Linked DNA regions of Mus musculus: region 1 is linked to region 2. The links are chromatin contacts, called in public Hi-C maps. All regions are on one chromosome and are shown on one strand. Each heading gives the region's core, a stretch centred on a gene start, on an enhancer-like site or on the middle of the called end of the contact. The rest is flanking DNA. Distances are from core to core; before and after follow the strand shown.

The links. Hi-C and Micro-C count contacts between places; a contact is called where the count stands out from the background.
Region 1: a Hi-C map of cerebral cortex shows a contact between it and region 2, with 2.3 times the contacts expected there. The contact joins the enhancer-like site here to the promoter of 1700036G14Rik in region 2. A contact is called at or near these places in 4 of 484 Hi-C or Micro-C datasets (cerebral cortex, forebrain and nephron progenitors) and 1 of 115 datasets of contacts at active chromatin or transcription factors (neural progenitor cells).

The regions. Positions count from the first base shown.
Region 1 is chr3:85,528,316-85,534,983 of GRCm38.p6, forward strand. It overlaps Gm3740. Among named protein-coding and RNA genes, the nearest start is that of Gm31419, 40 kb to the left of the region's middle. Within about 2 kb of position 2,641, at least 18 of the 459 cell types and tissues checked have an H3K27ac peak or open chromatin away from gene starts, as enhancers often do. A contact at or near this core is called in cerebral cortex, where this site is marked.
Region 2 is chr3:85,316,175-85,322,832 of GRCm38.p6, forward strand. It overlaps 1700036G14Rik (RIKEN cDNA 1700036G14 gene), which reads left to right and starts at 1,345. Exons shown (of 3, transcript NR_040542.1): 1 at 1,345-1,386.

The DNA.
Region 1 (6,668 bases), core at 1,391-3,890, 210 kb after region 2:
AAGAATGGATATGTGTGAAAGGCATGCAAGGGGCCCAATCAGGGTAGAGTAACAGGAAGCAGCCTGTTGTGGCCTGGGGGCAGAAGGACAGCTTGGTGACAGAAGGAACAGCATAGTGTGTTTCTGAGAACCCTGACATGAGAGGCTTTGTTATAGGTGGTCAGAGGGGTTCAGACAATTAATTGGCTTATTGGACTGGAACTTTGAATTCCGTTCTCTGCTGGTCCTTTCACCACACAGGTCAGATAGCTTCTGTTTTCACAACATGGCGTCCAATAGAAAAATCACTGCAGGTGAATATGCCTGACCTCTTTTCCTCCCCAAGGTGAGTATCTGAGGCAGGCCAAGCACACACTGGCTCACTTTCATTGACAAGACGATGATGGTCCCCAGTGGTAACCCTGAGGAAAGTCCTAGGTACTAAAGTAAAGCACTCGCCGTGGTGCCCTCTTCACTGGCACACTGTTATGCGTATCATCACGGCTTTCTCTCTGGGCCTGTCACCGAATTATGGTAATTTCTTCTAGTCATGAGTTTTAATCAGAGTTGAAGTCTCTGAGTTACTGACAGCTCTGGAGAGCTGTAACTGCTCAAAGATTGACTTCACACTGTCACAAAATCATAACACAAGCAGAAAGCTAGCGGCTCTCACTAGCCTCCCCCTGCCAATTAAAAACAAAGCGTCCTTCTAAACAGTGGGTTTCATAGAAAAGAAGAGGGAGGTAGACGGTCGCCTGCCTCTTCCTTCCCTTTCCCAGGTTCAAAGCAAGAAACAATACCCTGGCAAAGGCAGTCCAAGAATGAGATATTGCAATTTAGCTAATGGTCTCTACAGGAAGCAGAAGTCATTTCTTTGCCACTCTGTGGTACTTAGACGGCATCGAGAATGTTGGCTTTCTCCTGACCTTGCTTGAGCTGTCCACGGGCATTGTCCACAGTCACGTGCTTGTGTCAGTACCACAGGCTTGGGCGAACAGGTCATGGGGCATGTGCACTTGCCTCTCTGGAAGTCATGAAGCAGAGCAGGTGGCCCTTCCCGCCTTCACTTCTTGTCATCGTCTGTGATGGAAATTCCTTCCTGAGCAGATAGGACCCCAGCTATGTGGCTGCTTGGTTGAGGCAAAGCAAGAAAGCTCAGTTCCAACCCTAGAAAGCCCTTATAGATGTCTTATGTGAGTTCCAACCCTAGAAAGCCCTTATAGATAGATGTCTTATGTGAGTTTGCCATCAGGTTATCTCCCCTTACCTAAAGCCAGGGCTGATCTTCCTTTTACTCCCTTAGTTCCTAAGGCCTCCAGGGCTAGAATCAGTCAGTCTGATACCTACTTAGGCAAGGCCTTATTATTCATTCAAGGTTTCATCTGCTTTAAAGTCACTTCTTAAGTACCTATTACAGAAACAGGTAACTTGAATAAATCAAGCTAGCATGGGCTAGGTTGGAACAGGGCTTAGCTCAGTGGCAAAGTATATACCTAGCAGCATAGATGTGTCTCTGTATTTGATTCCCAGTACCATGGGGGGAAAAAAAAGAGAGACATAGATCATACTGTAGTAAGAATCCTAAAATCTCAGTAGTCAAAAAAAAAGTTTATTGGCTATGCCATATATTTGCCAGGTTGCCAAAAGAGCTATATGTCAGAGCCATTCAATAAATCAGAACACCACCAGTGACCAAGGGATGGGGGGGAGTCATCATGATGGATGCAACCTTTTTACATTATTAGCCAGAGTTAGTCTCATGGCTTCATCTACCCCCAAAAGGACCAGAAGATACAATTCTCTTTGTGTATCTGAAGTCACAGAGCCAGAAGTATTGATCAAGCTCCAGAAATGACTATGCACTCTCAGGTCAGCTGTTTATTACACTTAGAAGGAAAATTAAGGTCTGCAGAGTAAAGAATTACCCCTTGTGGTCCTATTTACTATTTGTGTTCCATTCTCACATTCTAGGCAGTGATAACCAGAAAATCGGATGACGGTGTTTCTGATTCATACCTGGTGTTTACCTGATGTACTCAGTTCTCTAGGTGGCTTGCCGGAGAGAACCCAAAATTACATAGGTATGTGCTAAAGATGAAAAGGACAGGGTGAGAGTGTGTACAAAGAATATGCTAAACTATTTCAATTTAGTGGGAGAGAGAAAAGGAGGGAGGGAAAGGGGGAGGAGAGAGAGAGAGAGAGAGAGAGAGAGAGAGAGAGAGGCAGAGACAGGACTCTCAGAGGGACAGCAAGTGGATGGAAATGAAACTGGACAAGGGTAATTTTGGCTGCAAGCTGCTAGTTTTCTGGAAGCATGAAAACAGAAGAGTCAGTGTAAAGATTATTGCATCAGGCTGAACATGAATCAGTTACAGCTTGGAGCAGAGTCTGGAGGAAGGAGACATCGGAGATTACGGTGGAGGCATAATTGATGCAGGGAGGCAGTGGTGAGCAGAAGGATGGATGTGTGTGTTGTTCTTGGACCCAAGAGGATTGCAGCACTTCTGTAGGGATGCTTCTCTGTGGCAGCAAGAATCTGCAGTCCAAAAACAGAAAGGCACAGAAATGATATTTCTCTGGCCTTGCAAATGCTGTAGATGTGCTCAGTACAAAACGCAGCAAAGAAAGAAAGAAATTCCAAATGTGGCCAGTGATGTAATGCTGAGTGTCTATCCTCAGGAAGAGGCGTCCAGAACTCCTCGTGCACCTTAAGTAACGATTTCAGAGAATCGGTCTGTGAAGGGATCCCACACTCAATCTGTTGGCAGATTCCATTGGCTCTGCCCTCAACTTACAACCTCAGTAAACTCTATCTCAGCACCACCTGCCACCTTCCTCCGAGCCACCATGATCTCTTGTCAGGTTTTCCTGCAGCAGCCTGTCTTACCGTTGAAAGCCCAACTCCCTAACTCTTATGAAGCTGTGTTAGGTGTTTTGTTTGAAATGGACCATTTCTCTATCTGAAACTCTTCAGGGATTTCCAACTCCTCCCAGAGGATCTCAGGGCCTTCCTTGGTCCTAGAAAGCCCTATAATACACGGACTTCTAAATCTCTATGCACTTGGTTCCTTCCTTTGTTCTCATTTGACTGGGGACACATGAGTATTGCTACTCCCTCTGCCAAGCCTCAGTCTCAGGGTCTTTGCACAGGCTGTCTCCAAGCTTGGGAGTCTCTACATCCAGAAATCTGCACTGGGGCTCTCCCTCCTTCTGATATCTGCCCAAGCATCATTTTATCAGTGAGGTCTTTGGCACCCAGCCTATTCAATGGAAAAGCCCAGCTGCAGCCTTGAAAGATTAGGCCCCTAACTCTTGCCTTAACCAGTTTTGTGTGAAGAGCTTGTTATGTGCAACATTTTTTTCTATCTTGTTTAGTCATAGTGTAAGTGGGCTCCGGGTGATGGGACAGGAGGATTCTTGTGTGATTTGTTCACTGCTGTAATTCTAGCACTGGGAAGAGGAGATGAGCCCAATTAATGAGTGCTGATTTGATAGAATGAAACCCTAACCTTATCAGTGCATCGGCACAGCAGGGAAGGACACTCAAGAGATAAGCACTTCTTCTTTTTTTTTTTTTTTTCTGAGATGCTGTGTGTAAACCTGGGGATCTCCTCCTCCTCCCTGCTTCTGGCTGCCATGGATACAGGTTTCTTCAAGGGGGTCAAGGATGTGACAGATGCTTTACATTAGCTTTTATGTTCCCCATAAAATTAGCAAAAAGCAAACCTTGAATAACAGAGCTGTGATTCTATCTCGCACTTCTGATCTGACACAGACCGTAAGAGCTTGGATCTGGAGGCTAAAGGCTGTTTCCAGAACCTTCAATGGGATTACACCTGTGTAATTCATTTACTCTTACTCATTTTATAGATGTTTACAGGCAGAGAGGGAGAGGAAAAAAATCCACAGAGCCAGCAACAACCAAAGGGGAGGGAGGAAGACAAGTAGTGGTTTTCATTTCTAAATTATAATCATTACATATGGCACAATATCCTGCCAGACAATAATACGTATCAGATAAATGAGAAAGCACGGTTAACATCAAGGTAAACACAACGAGATGGCTTTGTAAAAGAGGAGCATTACTTTGCTTCAGCTTTGGAATATGATTTTCAATATAGCAATTTCAATTCGCATGAAAAGTCAAGAGACTAATGGATTTTCAGCCAAGGGGACTGGTATAGGAAATATGATCAGAGACTGCCCAGGAGGACATTCAAAAGGCCTCTGAACTGCCCTACCCCAGCTACACAAGTACTAGCAACCCATGAGCTTTCATTACGCATGCCCGAGTTTCTAAAGAAACAAAACACAAGAGAAAACAAAGCAGTCATGCAGCTAGATTTAGGGCAGTGACAATCAGCCAGGCCTATTTTTAAAGATGGGCTCTCATTATGTTCCCCAGGTTGGTCCTGGAATTCTGAACTAGAGTAATCTTCCTACTTTAGTCTCCTGAGTGACTTGGGCCATCAGTGCACAGAACTGTACCTGCCTTGAATACTCTAGTATATTCACTCCACGGCTGGGCTGGGGAGGTAGCTCAGTAGTTACAAAAGCTTACCGTGTAAATGTAAGTACTGGAGTTTGGAGCCCAAGAAGCTATTTAAATGCTGGGCAGATATGGCAGCCCACCTGTAATTCTAGTGAAGAAGAGACAAGGATTCCCAGAACAAGCTGGCTAGCTCAGCCAGCCCAGAATGATAATTACGATTCAAGTGAGAGACCCTGCCTTGGTGACTACAGTGAGGGACACCCACAACCAACAAAGACAGCTTTGACAGCATGGCAAGCAAGCACCCATACACATGTGAACATGTTCACACACGCGGACCATACAATACATTTATAAAAGAAAGCATTTACCTGGGGATTTGCTTACAGTTTCAGAGGTTTATTCTGTCACCAGCATGGCAGGGAGCATGGCAGCACACATGCACTGGAGCAATGGCTGAGAGCTACATCCTGATCTAAAAGCGAAGGGAGAGACTGGGCCTGGCATGGGCTTTTGAAACCTAAAGCCCACCCTCAGTGACACACGTCCTCCAACAAGGTCACATCTACTCCAACAAGGCCACATCTCCTAATCTTTCCAAACCTGTTAATCAGGGTTCCTTCCTAGTGTCCAAGCATTCAAATATATGAGTCTATGGGGGCTATTCTTATTCAAGTCACCACAGTTCAGGAGTTCAAGTCCAACCTAAGCAACATAGTGAGGCCCTCCATCTCCAAAAACCGAATTAAAAAAAAAAAGAGTATTCAAAAATGACCTGTTGGAAGTATTGATGGGGAAATGACCCTTTCCCTTATACCTGGCATGTCCTAGATAACAGGCCATATACTTTCCTCGACCAGTAAGAAAGATAACTTTCCTCAGCTTCAGTTGAGAAGAACCATTAAGACTGTCAAAGAGTCTTTTCCTGTGGCTGTCTAGCCATAGGCCACTCAGTGGATTCAGCTTACTCTGTGTGTGGGCTCCTTATGGCCTCCAGAGACTATGTATGCAATTTTATGGAGGTTTTTCTTGTTCCAATCAGACAAGACCTTTCAAATACATACTATTGTATATAAGAAAACTGTCCACAAGATGGCTATAAAATTTAGCAATTCAACCCACAAGTAGTTTTTGAGCACATTCCATTATGTGAGACATTATTCTCTACGGCATAATTGCATTTCGTAAACAAAATGGACTAAACATCACTGCCCCCATAAAGCTTCTATTCTATGTATGAACAGGGGAATGGACAATACCTCCACTAAAAGACATTATATATTCTTATTATGCATTCTTTAGATAGCAACTGCTATGTGCAGTAAAGAAATATCAAGGAGAGAAGGGCCATGGAATGAGAGTGAACCTTAGAGAGAATTAGGCCGGCTTTCAGCGGAAAAGAGATTCACGTGGAAGCTTCAACAACATCTTCCAAATGGTCTACCTGTTGTTGGCAGAAAGCATCTACCATTCATTCGTGACCCAGTCATTTGGCTGTTATGACATGGACGGGTTGTGGACACAATCTAAGAGAAGCAAAGTAGAATGAGAACATCAGGATTGGGACACTTGCAGGGAATCGGATGGCTGCTTTAATTACATGTGATCCTCTCCCAGCTAGGGCCAGGGCAGTGTGACCTCATGCCACTCGCCCTCCACAGTCCCTCACAGGCATCTCTGAGAATCTTGAAGGATTGCTCAGAAATGTGGAGAGACCCAGAACCCATGACAGAGCTAAAAGTTTCCAAGGTCAATGGACAGTGCAATGTGTCTACTGCTCTCTGCTAGGGGAAGGGTGTCACCCTGTCCCTCCTCTGGTTAGAAATTTTTCATGACCCATTGCCATTCCAGGAGCACTAAGCTATAGAAACTCAGAATACTGTTTCTGTGCTTAAAAGTTCTGGACTACTTGGGATAACATATGGCGCTACCTTCTCCTTTCTCCTAGGGTTCCTCCTCTCTAGCTTTTGCCTCCTCCTCTTCCTCCTCCTCTTCCTCCTCCTCCTCCCCTCCCCTTTTTCCTCCCACTCTTCTGACTATGCTTGGTCTCCTTAGGGTTCACAAACTACTGACTCTCGCTCCTGAGAATAGTCGCTCCACAGAGACTATGCTTGAGTTTAGGGTTTTGTCCTGTGCTTGTCTGGTGACGGATCTCTGTTTATGGACATTGTCCCTACCTCTGACTTTCTTCTATTTT
Region 2 (6,658 bases), core at 95-2,594:
CAACATCTTCAAGATCAGCTACAATCTGTGTAGCATCAGTGAAGAGCGAGTTTGTGGAGAGATGCTGGGAAGGGAACAAAGTCTGGAGGCCAGACATGACCTAAGAGGAAACAGGAACTGAATGTGAATTTCTTCTCATAGTTTTATGGTAGCTATCTCTTCCCTCCCACCTCCTATTAACAGAAGGATTGTAGACAAGCAAAGACAACATTTGATGGCCAATGTATGGATTCACCTTAAGTGTCCTGAATTTGTTCTGATCTTAAAACATTCAATTATCCTCTCACTCACTCAAAAACCATGCATATTTGTCTACTTGCTTCTCATGGTAAATGGGATTAGTGAGCAAATACCTCATCCTTCTGTCCATGTTCTTGGAACCATGTACCTTGAAACTCTGCATTGTATATGTGCTAAATGGAATCCCTGTATCTGAATGGAATGGGTCACACATCCTCCTCTGATGAATGGGGTATTAGTATATCACAGGTGATGTGTTTTATAAAGCCAAGGATATGTTTTATAGAGCTTGGTATGGTATGATAGGAGGGGGGTACCTCAGTGGGCCCATGCTAAGGCATCCCTCCCCCCTGAGGTACCAGCCATCCACAAGTGTAGTATAGAATAGAGTTTATTTGGGGGCATAGGGAGGGGAGTTGAGAAGGGAGTAGAGGTAGAGGCAAAGAAAGAGAACAGAGAGGGAGAGGGAGAAGAGGGAGGGGGAGGGGGAGAGGGAGAGGGAGAGATCAGCCAGGAACATGTAGAAAGAGAGGTGGAGGGGGAACAGGAAAGAGGGAGAAGGGGGTCCGATAGAGAAAAGGGCAGATAGAGAGAGATGGAGAAGCCAAACAGTCCTTTGTAAGGGTCCATGATTTTCTAAAGAATGATAGCCCAGACTCAAATAGTATGTAAATGAAATGAGTGTTTTATTTTGCTGAAGTCCAGTGTTCTGGGGTCTCCCATGACCAAGCTAGAGAAACACCCAAATGCACTTGCAGGCCTGATTTAAAGCACATTAGGGAATTCTGGGGTAGGTGACCTCTATGTTAATCTGTTGTGTCCATCTCTCCAGACATTCCATTTCTGTAGTGTGGGGGCTAGAAACTTGCTGGAGAGGTCTGGAGACTGTTGCTGAGGAAGTCTGGAAACTGCTGCTGACCCATTGTCCTTGCCTCAGGGCAGGTGACAGGGCAGCTTCTGAGGCCTGGACTTGCCTGAAATTGCCCAGTTCTTAGAAACAGACATTTAGGCCTAGTCTCCTGAACTGCCAATTTGAAGCCTGTCATGGAGTCAGCCTAGCCTTCTCACCCTTTTATAACAAGCCAGGACTACCTGACTGTTGCTAGGTAACTGTTGGGCGGAGCGTAGAAGGAATACCAACAACAGGTAAGCTGTCTTGTTTCCTCTGCCTTTCTGATACCACCATGAAAAGGATGGGCTCCAACTAGCCCTTAGTCCTAAGAAAAGCATGAGAAACCCATGAAGCAGGGCTTTCCCAGCTCCGTCGCCCAGCTGAAGAATAGGTGTCTGAACAGGCCTGAGCCAGCCTGAACCAGCCTGAGCTGGCCTGAACCAGCCCAGCAGCCAAGCTCCATCCACATCAGACCTAGGAAAGACAAACATTGGTGGTGGCTAGCTACCAGCGCTTTGCAGTTCCCATTTTGCTGCAGTTTGATAGTCATGACTGGTATAGACACCTTCAGTCTTCCAGGCACTTGATAGGATGCCAGAGAAGGCAGGAGGCTTTACCAGGCTCGCTTTCCATTAGAGCCCATTACAATTTACATACACACCTTGCCCACTTAGTCTTTTGTGTGGCCAGTTTTGAGATGAGGAGTCTGAGACATAAGAAGGCTAGCCAGCCCATATCTCGAGCTGGAACTCAAACCTGGGTCTTCTAACTCCAAGTGCTAGGTTTTCCCACCACCTCATAGGAACCTGCACCTGCTTTAGAAGTCAGCATCTCTGGCTGGAGTTGCAGATGGCTCTAAATCCGGTGGTGGGTATTTGAAAAGTGACCCAAAGGGTGCTGTTCTGTGAACTAGAGGACAAGGAGAAATAATTGTCGTTTTTTACCGCCCCAAAATGGTTCCCCCTTTGCAATCAAACCAATCTCTGTTTACAAGTATTTAGCATGGTTCTAGAAATTGCATTTTGAAATTATGCGAACAGAGAGAGAAAAGACAGCCCACACAGTGAGTGATTTCTCGTGGGTAATTGGCTGCTGGTTCTGGCTCCAATGATGCCGTCTTTTTAGAGTATAATTAGTGATTTCAAAGGAAACTGTTAGAGATGGCTGAAATCTCCAAAGAAAGGCTTTTGTAGCTCCTCCTATCAGGGCGCTTCTAAAATGCGTGCTGACAAAACACTTTTTGTTCTTTTCTAATGACCTTTCAAGCTACTTTCTAAAATCCTGGTTTCTAAGACTCAGAGAGATTGATCCTCTCCTTTATGCTCAAGGTCACTTCATGATCAAGATGGCTGCTTCAGACTGAGCCTTTACAACTGCGTTTAAACTTCAGGGGGAAGGAAGGGCTGGCTCCTCCCAGCTGAGTCAGTTATTTTTAGGGAAGACATACATGTCCAAAGTTCCATCACACAGCTCTTACTTACAACCCATTGACTGCAATGGCGACACCCAGGCATATCTGGCTGTGAGAGAGGCTGGGTCAATGGAGCTGAAAATTAGGGTTCTTTTGCTAAGGAGGAAGACAAGAATAGAGGTTGGGACAGAAAGCGAGTTTCAGTCATCAAATGTAACAGTAAAGAATCACAGCTTTGAGTGTGAGGTGAGGGTGATTAGAAATCCACAGTAAAGCAAAGGTGTTTGGCTAACTCTCAGACCTTGGCTAGAGAAGAATGTTGCCTTCTGACTCACTATGTTAAAGATGCTGCCCCTGATTTGGATGGAGCCGTGTAGAGTTCATCGCACTCTCTGCAGACAACGCGGATAGGAAATGTTGCACTGTTAATCAGGATCTGAGAGCTCTAGGAAGGCTGAGAGCCTGGGTAAAAGCTAGCAAGAGAAAACTTAACAGGAGGAATAATCAGCCTTGATCTTCAGACTAAGAAAAATAACGGCACTCTGGTTTTGTTTCCAGGAGATACCTAGAATAGTCAAGCCTAAAGCGGGTGAAATAGGATCCAGGTTGCCAGGAACTTGAGGGGGAAGGAACTGCTACTGTTTTGTGGTATAGTGGCTTTATAGGTGTCCACCAAGCCATGGGCTAATGGTGTGGTTCCAGAGTGATGTTAACAGACAGTGGAGAAACCTTTAAGAGGTAGGGCCTGGTTAGAGTTTAAGTTACTGGGTGTATACCCATGAAGAAGGGGGATATCAGGACCTGATCCTCTCTATGTCTTTGTCTCTGTCCCCACCTCCTCCTCTCTTCCCACTTCCCAGCAGCCACGGGGTGAACAGTGTTTGTTTTGTTTGGTTGTTTTCGATGTGTTCTTCCTACCACATATTGCCTTACTACAGACCCAAAGCAATAAGGCCAAATGACAACGGGCTATTCATGTGGGCCCCAAATAAACCTTTCTTCCCTATAAATTGATTATCTCAGTTATTTTGTCATGGTACCGGGCTTGAATTTTGCAAGGTGAAGAGCTCTGGAAATAGCCGCACGATGTGCTGGCATTAGTCACACAAGGGCACGATGTGCTTAACACCGCTAAACGGCATGCACAAAGTGGATCTGACAGTTAATGTCATCTTATGTGTATCCTTCAGTGGAAAATGTGGAAATCAAATAACTGTATAGATGGAGGTGGAGGGGGTATTGCTCAGCTCTAGGTTTAACCTCCGTGTGTTAGCGGGAAGACATAGCTGTCAGAACATGTACTTGGATCTGGCCCTTGACTGCAGGGAAAGTGGAAGCTAATGTTTGTAGCCTGCTTGCACCCTTTGATGGGTCCCTAACAAGGGTCCTGTCAAGTAAGCGAGCTCATACATACAGGTAGCCAGGACATGTCTCCAGTCTTTCCTCAGCCCATGCTTGTCCACTCCAAAGGTGGGGGCATCAGTGCTAGGACCTTGAGGAACATCAAAGCCCTGGTGCCCCCAGCCAGCCTGTGCTGAAGCTCCTGTTGTGTGGAGTGGCTTCTGGGGGAGCATTTTATAACTGAGGGACATTTCATTAGTATGGGGACACTCAAGCCAGGTAGTGTTAACAGCAATTAGGGTTTTTTTTATCAAGCAATTAGTGGTCTTTGCCACTTGTCACTTAGCAGAGTGACATATAGGAAACATAGGAAGCAAACCATGAAGAAGATGGAAGGAAATGATGGGACAGAACTGCCATGACAGTGTGACAAAGGCTGAGAGAGAGCACAGACAGCAGCCAAGAGGTGCTGGAAGTCACATCACCTCAATAGCATCCTCAGGACAGTGGGACATGGAGGCACACATTTTCCAACTGGTTAGTCCCAACTGGTTTATTCAGCGGCTTTCATCTCAATGTTCAAGTTAGAATCAGTGGAGAACTCTTCAAAATACCAATGCTTGATTCCCACCCCAGGTCGGTTAAGTTAGGACCCTCAGGAAGAGACCTGGTACATTGTTGAAAGAATGTATATGATTCTCATGTGCACCAGGGTTGAGTAGTCTGAAGGACCCCTGTGAAGGGTTGTTGGAGGCTCTGAGCCATCAGGGATTTCCTCCAGGAATGGTGCCACCCAGTGACTTCACTACTAACAACATATCTTTCCTCTGGCTCATTTCATGGCTTTAAGGGCAAAAACAACATCCTTGTCAAAGATTGGGAATCCTTGTCACTGGAGCCAGCCCTCCCAGCCTGTCCACTCTCCCCAGGACGTTGATGACTTCTTTACTTCATGTCTATTCTGAGCATCCCCTCTTCCCCTTTCCTTCTTCGTTGCTGCTAAGAATCGCCCTCCTTCCACCAGATCTCTTCATTCAACTGATGGGGCCATGCCCACTGCTATGACCTGTTCACTGATGTCAAGCAAGTGAACCTCTCTCTGCTTTCCTTAATTGCCCATCTAGACAACACACTTGAAGCCTGTTCTCTTTGTTGTGGCAAACTGCAGCTGTTTTCACCCCTGTGTCTGATTGGCAGCACACAGCAACACATGAGAGAGTTGACAGGGCATAAGGACCTTGCCTTACTAACTCAGGTTCCTGGAGTGTCAGGGCTCATCACTCAAAAGCCTGTGTGGGAAAAGCTTGGGTCCCAGTCTGTGGCATTTACTGGGAGGAAGTGGAAGTTCTAGGAAGTAGAACCCAGTGGAAAGAAATTGGGTCATGAGCAATAGTAACCGCTATTGGAAATAGTTTACATTTTAGTTCTTCTCAAGGACCCAATGTTCTTAATATCCTCAGCATTTTCCTGTTATCCTTCCTCCCTGTTATGGGGTCAGAGGTCAACTTGCCCTAGGACGGGGAGTCTTGGAGGACCTGTGAGGTAGACATACTCTAATCTGAGTCAAGATGGGACCCTTCTGGCACCCAGAGGGTTTTTTTCCAATGAATTAAAATAGCACATGACAATTTCCTACTATCATATGCATGACAGGAGAGTGCATTTTTTCTTTTCTTTTCTTTTCTTTTTTTCTTTTTTGTCTTTCCATCTGCTCCCCAGCAACCATGAGGTGAACAGGCTTCCTCTGCCACACTCTTGCCACGACATACTGTTTTCTCAAGCAGAAAGTAACACAGCCAAGTGGCCATTGATCAAAGGCTCTGAGTCTATAAACCATGCAAAATATTTTTTCCTTTTATATTAATTTTTCCCTTGGATTTTTCACAGTAACAGGAAGTGAGTTAACATGCTGGGAAACCTATAGTATTATTAAAACACTGCTTATTTTACTCAGGTTTGCCCACTGGCTCTTTACAGTATGGTATGAAATGTTAAGAAGGAGTCTTTCCTAGGCTACTGTAATTTCATATAATTCCCTGTGTTTTGGAGGAGGTAGAAGAGAAGGTTTACTTTTGTTACTTATTTTCCCCCAGTAAGAAAGGAAGGTGAGAAAATTAATTCTTATTTTATACCCCAAGTAAGGAGTAGCTTTCCCACCCAAAGAATTTAAAACCCCCCTCCACCTTCACAGCATGAAAAAAGAAAGTCACAGCAGAAAAGGGAAAAGAGATTAACACAGAGGCAGGGTCTGGGTGGGGAGGGGTAAGGAGGGAGGGGGAGAATGGTTGATAGGAAAGTTGAGAACAGGATTTCCGATAAATGAAACAAGAGGTATGCTAAGCTAGAGCTCTGAGATAACTGCTTTACGATGTCCAGCAAAAGTCTCAAAGGAGGGGGCTAAAGAGCAGAACTGTCCCCCCACCCCCTGCACCCCCCCCCGCATTCCTCACACCCTCTCTACCCTTCCACCCCCGTTTTTAGATCTACTGCACTCTCACTTGTTTTCTAAGTCGGAGAAATTTTAAATTGATATTAAATCAAGACAAAAACAAAAATCTAATGCACTGATATAAATGAACAGCTCCATTCAGGGGCCCGCCTCTGCTATGGCCCAGTATTCCTTCAGTGTGTCTCCTGAGAGAGTCCATGCTCTAGGGTTTCATGTGCTCTGTGAGGTGTTAGAGGGTGGAGGTTGTCTTACTGTGATGTCTAGAGGTGAAGACTTGGGGAGATAATTGGGTTTAGTTACCACTCCTTGAGATAAAGTCCCCGTG